2 separate regions of the Phocoena phocoena genome follow, and region 1 is linked to region 2. The links are chromatin contacts, called in public Hi-C maps. All regions are on one chromosome and are shown on one strand. The core of a region is the stretch at or near the end of the contact, and the rest is flanking DNA. Distances in the headings are between cores, read along the strand shown. Region 1 holds the start of TBC1D9 (TBC1 domain family member 9). Region 2 holds the start of ELMOD2 (ELMO domain containing 2).

Evidence for each region. Hi-C and Micro-C count contacts between places; a contact is called where the count stands out from the background.
Region 1: a contact with region 2 is called in a Hi-C map of kidney, with 5 times the contacts expected there. The contact joins the promoter of TBC1D9 here to the promoter of ELMOD2 in region 2. A contact is called at or near these places in 2 of 2 Hi-C or Micro-C datasets (kidney and lung).

The regions. Positions count from the first base shown.
Region 1 is chr5:21,573,643-21,580,443 of mPhoPho1.1, reverse strand. It overlaps TBC1D9 (TBC1 domain family member 9), which reads left to right and starts at 3,061. Exons shown (of 21, transcript XM_065877183.1): 1 at 3,061-3,193. The coding sequence starts at 3,061.
Region 2 is chr5:21,415,152-21,422,271 of mPhoPho1.1, reverse strand. ELMOD2 (ELMO domain containing 2) reads right to left here and starts at 5,341. Exons shown (of 9, transcript XM_065877895.1): 1 at 5,253-5,341; 2 at 3,974-4,121; 3 at 2,041-2,069. The coding sequence starts at 4,115.

The DNA of each region.
Region 1 (6,801 bases), core at 1,812-4,311, 160 kb before region 2:
AGTCCCTAGAAGACAAAGTAGAGGACTTACTGGGAAAGGGGTGAGGATACGGAGGAAAATACACCACTGTGAAGGTGATAGAGCAGGAAAGATGGAAACATGTAGGAACGGGGATGAGAGTTGCCAAAGACAAATTTACTACCCTCGCAATTTTGCTTCAATCACATCTGCCCACTCAGTAGTAAACCCACTGATTGCTCCAAAGTGGCCCATCAGAACCCTATTGGAGTAGAGTTTTTCCATGGGGGTGGAGGGCAGTAGGAGATCTCAGCTGACATAAAGACTGTGAAGTCACTTACTGCTATCTTATCTAGGCATCTGTCGAATGCCTCTTTAAGTGGTTTGAGACAATCCTTGGGCTTAAAAACAATGGGAATGAATTGAAAGCTAAAAACACTCACCTATTTTACTGAGGAACTGGTTGGATTAATTAGGTTCTTTATCTGTTATTTCTAGTTCGGGCATATTTGATTGTCTTTTCTTTTTTTTCAAACAAAGCCACATTTTAATAAGTGAGCTGTTAACAGTATGGGACCGGCAAACTGCCGTAAACTGCTTGTAATTTCTTTGGTTCTTTGCAGTGTTCTTTTACCATAGGTTATCACAATTCATGATCGTAATGGAAGCCCTGATTTCCTGGACAGAATGTGCTCTAAATCATCCAAAAAAAACCCCAAACACCCCCCTCCAAGAAAATAGCTAAGGACTTAAATTGTTTTCTTCTTTCCTCTTGGTGTCCAATCTTGTTCTCAAAGCAAATTTTTGTAAGTTTTTTTTTATTATCAATTTTACATTTTAATCTTCATGAAGGCAGAGATTTTGGTATGTTGTGTTCACTTGTTATGCTCAGGGCCTAGAGTTGAGTAGACATTCAATAATTACACTTTGAATGAATGAGTGAATGAACGCATGAATTATATAAGTAAGTACCATTTTAGCACCAACAGATAAAAAGTGCTAAGTTAAGATCACACTCTAGGGCTAAGGTAGAGATGTCTAGCCACAGCTTCGAGCAGTATGATAAGGACACTCCAAAAGACAGTATGAAGGTACTTAGTGGAGTTTTAAAAAATGCTAATCATATAAAATAAAAGGATGTCTATGGAAGCACTTCAAAATATTAATATTATATAAATATAAAATTAATAATTTTACATATGTATGATTTGCAATCTTATTGTTTAAAATTTGCAATAGATTTTCATGACTGAAGGCACTGTACCTTGACCAAAGGTGCCAAATGACATTTTTGAGTCTGTGTTAAAAATATGACATCTCCACAAATGCCTAGAGATGTAAAATGTTTCCTAAAGAGGCAGAAGATCAGTCAGTGTGATAATGTGAAGGGAGACTTCCATTTCTCCAGAGCCCACCGGGTAGGACACCAACAGGTACAGAGGCAGCCTCTTTAAAATGGCTGGGATGCGCTCCCTCGCCCATTTGAAGGAATTCAGCAATCCAAGTGCGAGACACATAAGTAAAAAATTTGAAGTCCCCACAAGAAAGTCTAATTTGAATGCTTTGCTCATTGGGAAAGGGAGAAGTCCCTAGGATTGTAGAGCTTCCACGACAAAGCAGAGCTTAGTAAATTCCCATCATCTGGGAAGAGGAGACTCTTTTTGCTCAGCTATCTGAAGATCTCCTGGGTGTAAAAAAGAAGTGAGGAAAAGGTCATCAGATACGTAGGTGGATGGGCTGTGATCACCACAAAGAGACTCGAAATACCGGGGGAAAGCAAAACTGTCTAGGGATAAGGATGGCCTGGGTTGTGTGTCTCTAATTTCAATAATTCTTTAAAAAAATTTAAATCCATCTATTAAGTGTGGATAAGTCCTTGAATTCTGCCATGTCCTGTCCTCGAAGAGCCAAACGCCTCATATAGGGACAGCTGTGGTATGAATTAGTTGCTCTAAGCCTTTGGGCTGCTTCCAACTTCGCTATTGCTCATGCCCTACAGGTCAAGGAAAGAAGTGATGTAATGCACTTAGCTGGGCCATTTTAATTACCATGGAATGCAGAGGGGGCGGGGTTACAGGCGGTGACACGTTTGGCGCAAGACTTGCCCTAGGGACGCAGGAAACAAAAACATCGACAACCATTGGCTGCGTCCACTTCCGACCCGGGTCTCCAGCTCCAAGTCTGGAACCTTGAAACACATTTCTTGGGAAGAGGGGTGGCGCTAGCCTACCAAGCGTCAACCATAAACACACATAGAGAGCGCGCGCGCGCGCGCGCGCGCGCACACACACACACACACGCACACACACACCCACCGAGGTCCTCCCTGCTGGGATGGGCGTGGGGCCGAGTGCTCGCCACCCGGTCCCCAGAAGGTTCCCCCAAAGCCAGCCGCTGCGGCCCGGCTCGGCGCGCAGGGCCCGGGTAGGATTCGCGTCCGCGGAAGCTGGTGTCACTCGGGCTCTCTCCTAGTGAGCCGCGCTGTCGTCATTCATTCGCAGTGTCCGGATCGTCCTTCCAGCTGGGAGCTGGGCTTCACCGAGGGTGCGAGCGGCCCCAACGCGAAGTGTTAACGCGCTAGGGCTCTGAGCTTCTAGAGACGGAGGCGGCCCGGACCCTGGGTGGGCGCTGTGGGAGCAGCCGCGTCCCAGCCCAGCTCTGCCCGACCCGCGGGGCCGAATCAGCTGGCGGCGCCCGCAGCCCTGCTCGGCGCTGAGCCGGATCCCGGGACTGAGCCACACCACTTCCTCCTTCTCCCGCTCCCCTTCCTTTTTCTCCTCCCGCCGCCCTGGGCCCCGGCCGGGCTGCGGAGCGAAGAGCCTGGGCGTCTGCGGCCGCGGGCTCGCGGAAGGCGGCGGCGCCGGGGAGAGGATGCTGCTCGCGGTGCCCGCGTCCTCGCCATCCTCCCCGGCCGCCCGCGGGGGCTTTGTTGTGACCCGGGCGCCGCGGGCCGCCCCCTGGTGAAGTCGCTCTCGGCCGCCGCACCTAGCTGGCGGGCTGGCGAGCGGACGGGCGGGCGCGCGTGTGCCCGGGAGTGCGCGCCGGTGCGCGCGGGACCCGACCTGCCGCCCCATTGTGCGTGCGCCCTCGGCGCCCGGGAACATGTGGGTGAACCCCGAAGAGGTGCTGCTGGCCAACGCGCTGTGGATCACGGAGAGGGCCAACCCCTACTTCATCCTGCAGCGGAGGAAGGGGCATGCGGGCGATGGAGGCGGCGGCGGCGGCGGACTGGCGGGTAAGGATCCGCGGCCGGTCTCTGCGGGAGGGGGGCCGGGAGCTGCGGCGCCGCCCGCCGCCCTGGGCTGCGGGCACCCGAGAGACGCCGCCCTGTCCCTTGGGGCTGGGTGACCCGCCCGCTTTGCTGCGTGGAAAGCATCAGGAGTCGTAATTTTCAGACTGAAAGAGATGCTTCTTTTCTCACCCTGTCAGGCGATGGGGCCCTTCATGTACCGGGCGCCCCATAAGTGGGTGATGTTTATGATAATGGAGATGAGTGAGTCTGGGGAGGGGGGAGCATCAGTCCTTAGGAATTGAATGCGGTACTTCCCCTCTCCCCCTTTTAAAAAATACTGCTTTCTATATGGGCAAGAGAGGGGAAGGGCGGTTAATTTTTACTTGATTCTCTTTTGGTAATGGCAGGATCAGGTATAAAATGCTCTTTTGTTTCCAGGGAAGCAATCAGTAAGGAGCTGGTGTGGTCATTTCCTATGTTAGTTACGCCTGAAGAGAAAAGGAAAAAGGAAGGAAAAGGAATTTTGTTGTTGTTGTTGCATCTAATTAGGCATAACAAAGCAAGTTGTCTGGTTATAAAATGAATCAGAAGTATAGCTGCATTTTAATCATTTTTAACTCAGTCTCTTCCCCACACCCCCTCACAGGTATTGTTAATATTGTAACTATTACTAAAACCATGCCATATCATTCCACATGGTAAAATCAGATGCCTATCCCAAGTAGTGCCATATTAGAAAGGTCTTCTTTTATTAAGTAACTAGTTTGCATGGTGGGAGATGACAGATGATGTTGAACTCATACCATACTAGAGAAATTGGACCTTCCCCTCTCCCTCGTGGTTAGAATGAACAGAACTGGGATGCTTTTTAGAACGAAAAAGTTAGCAGAAGGAACAGGAGAGGTTTAACCAGGAAAGATATTGTAGAAAAGAGATGAACCTTGACCTCTGCAGAGTTCAGAATATATCCCTCACCAGGAGCTTGCATGCTAGGTAAATTGGAGCTTTCAAAATGCCCTGCTATGAACTCAAAATTCTTGATATAGTGTGTATGTAGTTGTGATTCTAACTTATGAACTAGTTTTCTCGAGTAAAATTCAAGTGTCACACTGTACAGCATCTACTAGTTTGCTTGCACATCAGGGCGCCTCTAGATAATCTGATTTTTCTGCACTTTTTCTACCATAAAAGAAGGGAGTCTGCAGACCTCCAGATTGTGTTCCAGAAATTCTGATTAGTGGCCTAGAATCAGCATTTTCCAGTTCATTTTGTAGAAGTTGTCTAACTATGTACATTAATATGAAACTTGCATATCTAATATTGGTATCAGCCCAGATTGTCCTTTAAGTCTAAAGCAACAATGTAGAGTAGATAGTTTATTGTATTAACAAAGAACATTTCCTGCCTGGAGATAACCCTTCCCACACCCTCAACTACTAAGTATTTGTTTTCTAGAGTCATTTGCAATAGGTTACAAAAAATAAGAGATGCAGAGCCTTCTTTTTCTAGTTAACTTTTTTATTGCATTCCTACTGACTCTTAGAGCTGTAATTAACTGCAGTCCATTTGGAATCTCATCATCGATGACTTATTTCAGATAAACTTAGCTTCTGAATTGAGAAATCATAGCTATTGCACTTATCGCTAGAATAATTGAAATCATTGAAATGAGTAAAAATATTCCTGCCAACAAAGGCTATTTTCAACCAACGTAGGAAAAATGTTTGCTCAGATTGGTTGGTGCCACATCAAATGTATGAGGGGCATTTTAGAAATCCTCGTACAATGTACAGTATATTCTAATTCTAATGTGGGCTCATTCATGCGTTCATTAACTCACTATATCATTTAAAATATTGGTTGGTAACTTCTAAAGTGCCAGTGTCATGAAGCTCACAGCCTAGCAGGAGAAGACAGATGCGGATAAAATTATCCTATAAATTAATATAAAATCTCCATTCCGCAGGGTCCCGGCAGAAAACGGAATCCAACCTAGTTCAAGTGAAGAGAATTTAGTGAAAAGACAACTTAGATGAAGGCAGGGTTCCCAGGACCAGTGAAAGGCACAGCAGTGGAGAGCTGTTATAGGTGGCAGGAATGATGCTACTGGAAGAGTTTGGGTCTCCAGAGAAGCAGCCACCCCTAGGAACACAGACCACAGCAAAAGAGGGTGGGGAGGACATGTCCGACTTCTCTCTTCTCCTCACCTCCCAGCTTCTGCCGTTGCCTCTCCTCTGTGGAACCCAGTAGAAGCTGGCTGGATGGACTGTCCTGGTGATCTAGTGCCTAGGGATCAGCCTCCCAGGGGTGGAACTGGGAGGTGGGGACAAACTGAGAATGACCAGCACTAATGTCAAAAGGAGACGTTACCCCATTCCGGGTAGGGGTAGGTGCAAGGAAGGATTCCCTGTAGAAGAGACCTGGAGCTGAGAACTGAAGAAAGAAAAAGATTGGCCTGTGAGGAGAGGAGGGAAGAGCAGGTGTTGGGTATCCTTTATTGGAGATCTTCTGGAAGATCTCAGGACCTTTATATAATGTGCATTATCTGGACCAGTGCACCATCGTCCACTCATCGAATGGATTACGGATGAGTGGGAAACCCACTCATTGTGAACTGGTCAGGAGTGCTCAATGGTTCACAGTGCTTGTGAACCCTTATAGATTATTACAGCATGTTGAGTATAGTTCCCTGTACTACACAGTAGGTCCTTCTTAGTTATCTGTTTTATATTTAGTAGTGTTTATATGTTAATTCCAAACTCCTAAGTTATCCCTGCCCTCCTTTCCCCTTTGGTAGCCATAAGTTTGTTTTCTATTGTGAGTCTATTTCTGTGAGTCTATTTCAGTTTTGTAAACAAGTTTTGTAAATAAGATGTTAGCACAAAAGCTGTAAAAAAATAATGGGCCTCAATGAGGATACTTGCCCCCCCCCCACCCCCTGCCGCTTTTCAAGCTATTCTCTTTTTGATTGCAGGCAATATACATGGGTATTGACACAATGAAGTTTTTTTGTTTAATTGTAGATGCATTTCATTATTTATTAACCCGTTTTAACTGAGATTTCATACACATACAAAAAAGTGTACAAAATAGAGATGTAGAGTGCAGTGACTTATCACAAGTAACACCTTGCAACCAACACCTTGTAACCAACATGAGGATAAAAATTGGAACACTGCCAGTACCCTAGAATCCTCTCTTGTGACCCTCTCCCAATCACTACTCACCCTTTCCCAAAGGTAAAAAACAGAAAACCTGTTCTGATGTTTTTTGGTAAACATTTCCTCACTTTTCTTTACAGTTTTTCCAACAAAGCGCCTATCTCTAAACACTGTATTTCGGTTTCACCTGTCTTTTTGAGCAAGGAATGAATGGAATAATGGAGTATGTATTCACATGTGTCTGGATTCTTTGCTCTGTGATATTTATGAATGTTGTTGCTTGTGGCTGTAGTTTTTTCATTTCCCTATGCTGTGCGGAAAACTATTATATGAGTATAGCACAATCATTTATCCGCATTTATCCACTGTTTTGTTGGAGGACCTTGGATGGTCCTTTTGGGGTCTGTGGATAGGTGGCTGTCGTCATTCTTATTTGTGTTTCTTGGTGCC
Region 2 (7,120 bases), core at 4,092-6,591:
GGCAGGCGGACTCTCAACCACTGTGCCACCAGGGAAGCCCAAGAATACAATTTTAATGTTTACTTTTCAAGTGAACTTTAATTGCCAGTAAATGAGATAAAAGATAATGAACATTTTATTTTCTTTAACTTGTAACCACTACCTTAAAGCCTCCAAACACTTCAGCCCACACTTACCTCTTCCGTCTCTAAATGCCTGATTTTAATTACATTAGATTTCAGTCTTTTTTTTTTTTTTTATATACCAAAGACCCTGGTGGAATGTTGAACATACGGCAATCATTCAAATCTTCGCTCAAGGATTTGATCAAGGCACTAGAGTTCTTAAAAATATCATCTTGTGTGCAGTCTCACTTAAGTTTGGGGTAATTTTACCACATATAAAATCCCATAAGTAAATTTTACGACCAAAAATGTCATTACAATCAATTTTGGTAATGATGGTTACACAGACAGATGTGAAAGTGAGTTCCCAGTTCCAGAAACCCTCCAGAGTTTCATCTACAATTTATGATACTGTGTGAAATTGCATCCGAAGTTTCAATTAATGGAACTACACGGGTGGATAGGTATAAACAAATTTTTAGAATGAGCAACTTGTTAACTTTCTAGATCCCTACAGTCTCACTTTTAAAAAAAAGAATATTAATCACTTTATAGGATTCTAAACAAAGGGGTAGGACTCTAGACTCATGTATATGAGTTATTCCCAAATTGACCACTCATAAATAAAAGACTAACTAAATCAGTAAAGCACCTATTTTATAGGTCACTCTCCAAAACTTAACAGATATGCTTGCAATATTCAGCAGTGTCCATTTTCTTTCCAGCATGAATCAGTAACTCATATTAATATCACTAGACAGTAGCAAATCAACAATTTTTGACCCTATATTCTCGATCCACATTGTACATCATGACCAAATACAAACATATATACGGATATCTAAAACAGAATTAGATGCACACACAGATAACTAAAATTAAATTTTCATGAAACCATATTTAACCTTACTATGACCGCTGTTTTCTAATTATTTTCTATTCCATTCCTTTTGTTGTTGTTTAATGCTGGCTGTGATCTACTATGGGATTTCAAACAATGGTCTACATGTTCCATACTCTAACTTTGCCACACCAAATAATCTATATACAGAGAAAAAATATTGCGAAACACTATAGGGAAGCATGTGGTAGACTGAATTATTGGTCCCTGTTTTTCACTCCTGTGTAATTGAATTATATACCCACATGCCTAACATGGCCTCATGGTGGGCATAATGTATTTTTCCACCCCTTGACTTGGGCTTGGCCATGTAACTTACTTTAGGGATATTAATGGACATGACACAAGAAAACTTAAAATATGCCTCTGTGGCTGGACGTTCAACGATTAACTGTGAGAAGAATATTTCCCAGGTACCTTTTCAACCTAGGTCCCACAATGAGACAACTACAACAGACCTGAACTTGGCACCAGCTTGAAGAAGCGCTTCCCCAGTTGACCCACAGACACATTAGCAAGAAATAAATAATGCATTTATTTATAATGCAATTATATAATAAACCTATGCCCTGAGATTTTATAAGTTTGTTACACAGCAGCAACTGACTAATAAACAGTATGAGGTATGACTTATTTTGGATCAAAAGGTACATGACCCAGGATTTTCTATAACTATCCAAACCTATCTTAAGGACACAGTCTATTAGAAAGTTTTCCCCCTAAGACCCTGCTTTCCCAAAATCTAACAAGTTTTGAGGTAAAATAAACAAGCAAAACCTCAGAACAGAAAAAATTATTCAAATACCTTCTTTGTGCATGAGTAGTGCACACAAACACATACACACACAGAAAAAAAAGGTTTTAAAAAATAGAATATTTCTTCTAAGATGGGAAAATTTCACTCAATACTCTTTACAGCAAAGACTCTTCTAGTAGGACATTAAAAATAATTCACTCTAAAATTGAGACATTCTTTTAAAGAAAAAGTATCTCCAAGTTAAGTTGTCTAGAATAATCACCTTGATATGATCCTACCTTATTCTTGGAGTATGTCAAGGAATTTTCTGAAATGAAAAAAAAAAAAGAATATTATTACTTAAATGCTGTTTGTGAATTACTCTGCAAACAAATAGTATAAACATCAAGCCAGTAATAAATTACTTTAATAGTTCCAGAAGATATAATTTCTACATGAATAACATAGCAAACATTAAAAAAATTTATCCTTACAGTATGATTCCAAAATTCTCAACCCAACACACATACCAGAGCCAAACAGGTAAGACCAACCTAATTTCCCCAGAATCATCTGTTTCTGTGCGGGCCCCCAAGTGTCTACTAACTGCTGCAAATTCATCCACGGCTACCTCAGAATAGCTTGGGTTCCAGAAACTCATCTTAAGAATACAGTGAGAGTGCTCTATCCTACCTTTTCATGTGTTAGCCTTACGAAGTAAGCGTTTACATTTGAAGAGCTAGCAAACAAAACATACAACAAAGGGGCAAAAAGGAAGACTTTAGATTATCTGGACAACCATTCTCTAACCAGACAAAAAGCAAAACAGCTTTTTCGTTCTTGCTTTCTGCTTCAAGAATCACAAGAACGTTTTTTACTGGTCTGTTTACAAATTTTTCTGGCAAATAGTAAACAGTCTCCTTTTCTCAGCAATTTGAAAAATTCAAGAAAAATGTTCTTGCTGCAAAATAAAGTCTTAAAATGTTCTTCTGCCATAATATAAAAAACCAATCAATACTACGAAGAGTTCTTATCAAGAGGTACTTTGCTCTTCTCAGAGCAGTCAAAAGGGCAAATCAAAAGAGCAGGCAATAATTTAAGTCAGCTACAAAGTTGTGAAAAATCTAGGGAGGTAATTAAACTTCAATCATCTAGCAGCCCTGAGGCTCACTCTCTCCTTACTCTGCCATTCTTCCCCTGTTATCTTGGCTACTAACACGCACTCCTCAAATCTTACAGCGGTGGATTTCTTAGTTGAAGCACACTTGTTCAACACAAAAGAGGCTGTGGTTAAGTCATGATTTTCCATCTGACACAGTGAACATGAACTGCAGCCCATCCCTGGTCTGCCTCACTCTGGCCAAAGAGAAATGACCTCGATCATATTTCTCACTCATCTGTGTTCTAATTTAAAGCCATATTTTCAAGTAAGTATTGAAAGCTGATCAATTTTAGAAGGTACTAGAGCAGCACTGTTCAACAGAAATATAATGCAAGCCCAAATGCGAACCACATGTGTACCTTAACGTTTTCTAGTAGCCATATTAGAGTAAAAGAAACAGATAAAAGTAATGTTAATATATTTTAACCCAATAGATCCAAAATATTATCATTTCAACATACAATGAATGTAAACAATTATGAATGAGATACCTTTACATTCACATAAAGCCTTTGAAATCCAGAGTATATTTTCTAGTTCTGCACATTTAATTCAGACTAATCATATTTCAAGTGTCCAATAGCCACATGTGGCTATTGGCTACAGTATGGGACAGTGCAGATTTTTAGTCTACTAATCTTTCCTAGGGATCACTAGATACCTGTTATTATTCTTTCATGAACTGCATAAGAGATTAAAAGATTGAAGGATGCTGAATATAAAAATGGATCTCCTTCACTGAAGTGAAAATTTCAAAGGGCTTACAGAAGTATAGAGATTTTTCTCTAGAAAGTAGGTTGCAACCATAATCTAAGGAAAACTGATGAACTTCAGGAGCCAGAGAAGATAATTCTTTGCACAGATGCAGAATTAAATAATAGTTTCTTTTTCTATAGAATCAGTTTTAGTGCTGGAAGGATTCAAAGTGAGATTTCAAAGATCATGAAACTGAGATTAAGTGACTTGATCGTGATACACAAGCGCTATTGTCACTATCAGTACTGAGAAAAATATTCATTCAGAGTTAAATTTTTATTCGTTTTTAATTATCCTTTTTCGAAAAACATTACCTATCCTGTGTGTCCTTTGTGCACCTACATAGGTATCAAAAATTCGCTGCAATTCACATTTTCCAGTCATCTGTCGTAAGAGCCATTTCATCCAAAATCGAAAGAAGTGCCCATAGAAGAACTCCCACAAAGAAATAAACATTTTTTCCTGGAGAAGGAAATATATGACAGGTTTAACGACCTTAAATTGGATTTAGAAAAAGAGAAAAAATTAGTGTATCCAACTCATCAAATCCCAAATTATATTAATAGATATAATGTTGTTCCATTGTGTCTATTTTGTAGTAGTGTTTGGGCATCTAAGAAAACAATGCCAGGTGTAATAAATACCATTTAGATTAATTAAATGATGCTGGCCAAATGGTTAATTTATCATTTTAAACAATTAACTGTAAAAATCAAACTACTTACTTAGATTCAAGCCCTCAGTTCACTATTTTATTTCTTATTCTTTGAGAACAGGGCTCAACAGTTCAACAACCAAAGGACCCCACCTAAAGCAACAATTAAATCAAATATACCATATATCAGAATTGTTTGTGTAAAGAATAAGTCTTCTTAACCCCTGTGGATAATCCCAGTTACAGCTGTCCCACAGTCAGGCGATGGCAGCAAATAAAAACACTACATATGGCTTACAAATGAAGTACACAAACTGAACACGGAATAGATCACACCCTGGCTAATTGTTGATTTTCCATTCAACAGGTGAACGGCAGAAATACTAAGAAGGGTAATAGACTACATCCTCGATAAAACTGAATCTTTATGCCATAAGAAAAATCTTCGGCTCCTAAATGAAGCGGGGTCAGGGAAATGAAAGTCAGGAGTTACTTAAAAACAAAAATGCTCATCTCTTTCCTGCCTTAAACATTCCCGCAGACAGACCATCTCCCGAGGGACTGTCAAATTCGAGATCCCCGCAGGTTAGTGCAGAATCAGTGCACAGAGACTTGCTCAACTGTGATTTTAAAATGAATCCATCTGGTCCACGCTCATCAGGACAAAAGAAGCCGAACTGCAAAGCGGAGGGAACGCCTGCCTCACGGCGCCTGAGCTCCCCAGCCCTCTGGGAGCCGCTGCGCCGCCGAGCCCCCCTCCCGGAGCTTGGCCGAGCCCAGCTCGTGCCCTGCCCGCGAGTGGGAGGGAACCGCTCGCACAAAGCCCCGCCGGCCCGGCAGCCCCGCGGGACTTTCCGTAGGACACCGTGGGGCTCGCGCGCCTTCAGCGCAGCCGCACCCAAGCTGCACCGGGCGAGAGGAAAAGAAACAGCAGCCACCTCACGGGAACGGGAAGAACTAGGAGGAGCTGGAGCTGCCTCGGTTTCCCCGACTGCAAACTGCCGGCAACGGAAACGACGCTACTCGCGGTACGCTCCCTGCAAGCACCGCGACCCGGAAGTCGGGGAGCGAAGCGGCGGGAACGCCTTCCCCGGCACACGGCCCGGCCCCGCCCCGCCGCCCTCGCCGATTGGCCCGAGCTCCACCAATCGCTATCTCTGAAAGCATGTCGAGCTGGGCTGCCCCGCCGCGCGTGCTCGGATTCTAGGGACGCCCGACGGTTTCCCTGGCAACCACTACCTTGAGGCACGCCCCGCGCCAAAGATCGGTCTTCGGCAGAGCGGCTCCGTAGATTTTTCTCGCCTTAAATTTCGGGTCTTTTGCGCAAGCTGAAACGGTGTACTACTCCTAGATTCCAAGCACGGGAGAAGCGATGTGCTTTGCGTAACTTTCATACCGCCAAGGTAACAAAAGTGCTTTCACCTGCATTTAATCTTAATTCTGTGAAGTAATTAGTAACAGTCCCACTTTATGGATGAGGAAACAGAATTTACGTTGAATGACTTGCCCATGGCTACTACGTGGCAGATACGGAGAGCCCTGTACGTTGAGTAAAGAAGTTTAGACTTTGTCCTGTAATGATAAACATCTAATAGTACATGGAACATTTATTCCTTAGCTGTTTTTTTCTTGAAAAAGTAACTTATACACATGACTTTTTAAAAAAATCCAACCTCAAACAGTACATTCATTAATTCAAGTATCTGTTAATTGGCCGTTGATGCATCAGGCAGTGTTCTAAGAGGGAGTCATACATTAAATAAATGCAAATATTTAGTATGTCAAGTGGTACTAAAGGGGTATTAGGGAAGGGAGGGAGAGTTTCTACATACAGTGTAGACAGGGGAGTCTCCGTGTTAAGGTGACATTTGACCAGTGTTCAGAATGAAGTAAGGGAGTGAGAGTATCTGGAGGAAGAGTATTCCAGACACTAGAAAGGCAAGTGCAAAGACATACTTCATAAGGTGGAGGAATAGCAAGAAGGGCAGTATGCCTGGAGTTGAAAGAACAAGGGGAGAGTAAAATACAAGTACAAAGGACACTTTACACTGAAAAATAACTTCCACCCACCCATGCACAACTCCTGGTCCCTCATCCTCCTTTCTCGAAAGCAACCAGTATTAGTTGCTTGTTTGTACCTTCAGGGACATTCTATGCGAATATATATATACACCCCCTCCATCCCCTTGTTAGCACAAACTGAAGCAGCAGTGCACACTTTTCCACACCTCAACCAACATTTTTTTAAAAGGTGCTAATTGTAAAACGCTAGACATGTGAAGGGTGCATAAGCCATCATCCCTGCCCCATAGAAGCAACTAACTTGGTAATGAAATCTGGACATATATTATAATAATAAAACAGACTCGGATCTTGAAAGGAACTTAAAGATCATCTCAATGAATATTTTTTATTGTACATAAAAAGATTCAAAAAGGCAAAGTACACAGCGAAATTGTCAAATTAAGAACTAGAAACAAACCTATATTTCAGGTGTCTCTCTATTATTACACAAAACCTTCATAGAATAGAAAGTGAGATAATTCTGTAGTACAATTATAAAATCCTTTTACCTTTTCAATATGCTACACTGAGAGTTGGGGGTGGTGGTGCAGAGAGGAACCCTTCTGCTGGTCTCCATGCTACCTGTTGGCCCACTTCTATCCATGTTTTTCTCCAAGAGAGGAGAATGCTCACCTGTTTGGTCAGAACCTGAGAAGTTGGTTGAACTGCATTTATTGGAAGCAGGATCACTGTCTATTAAAATGCCATGTGCGTATGGATTTCCTCTTCTCTCTTCCATGAA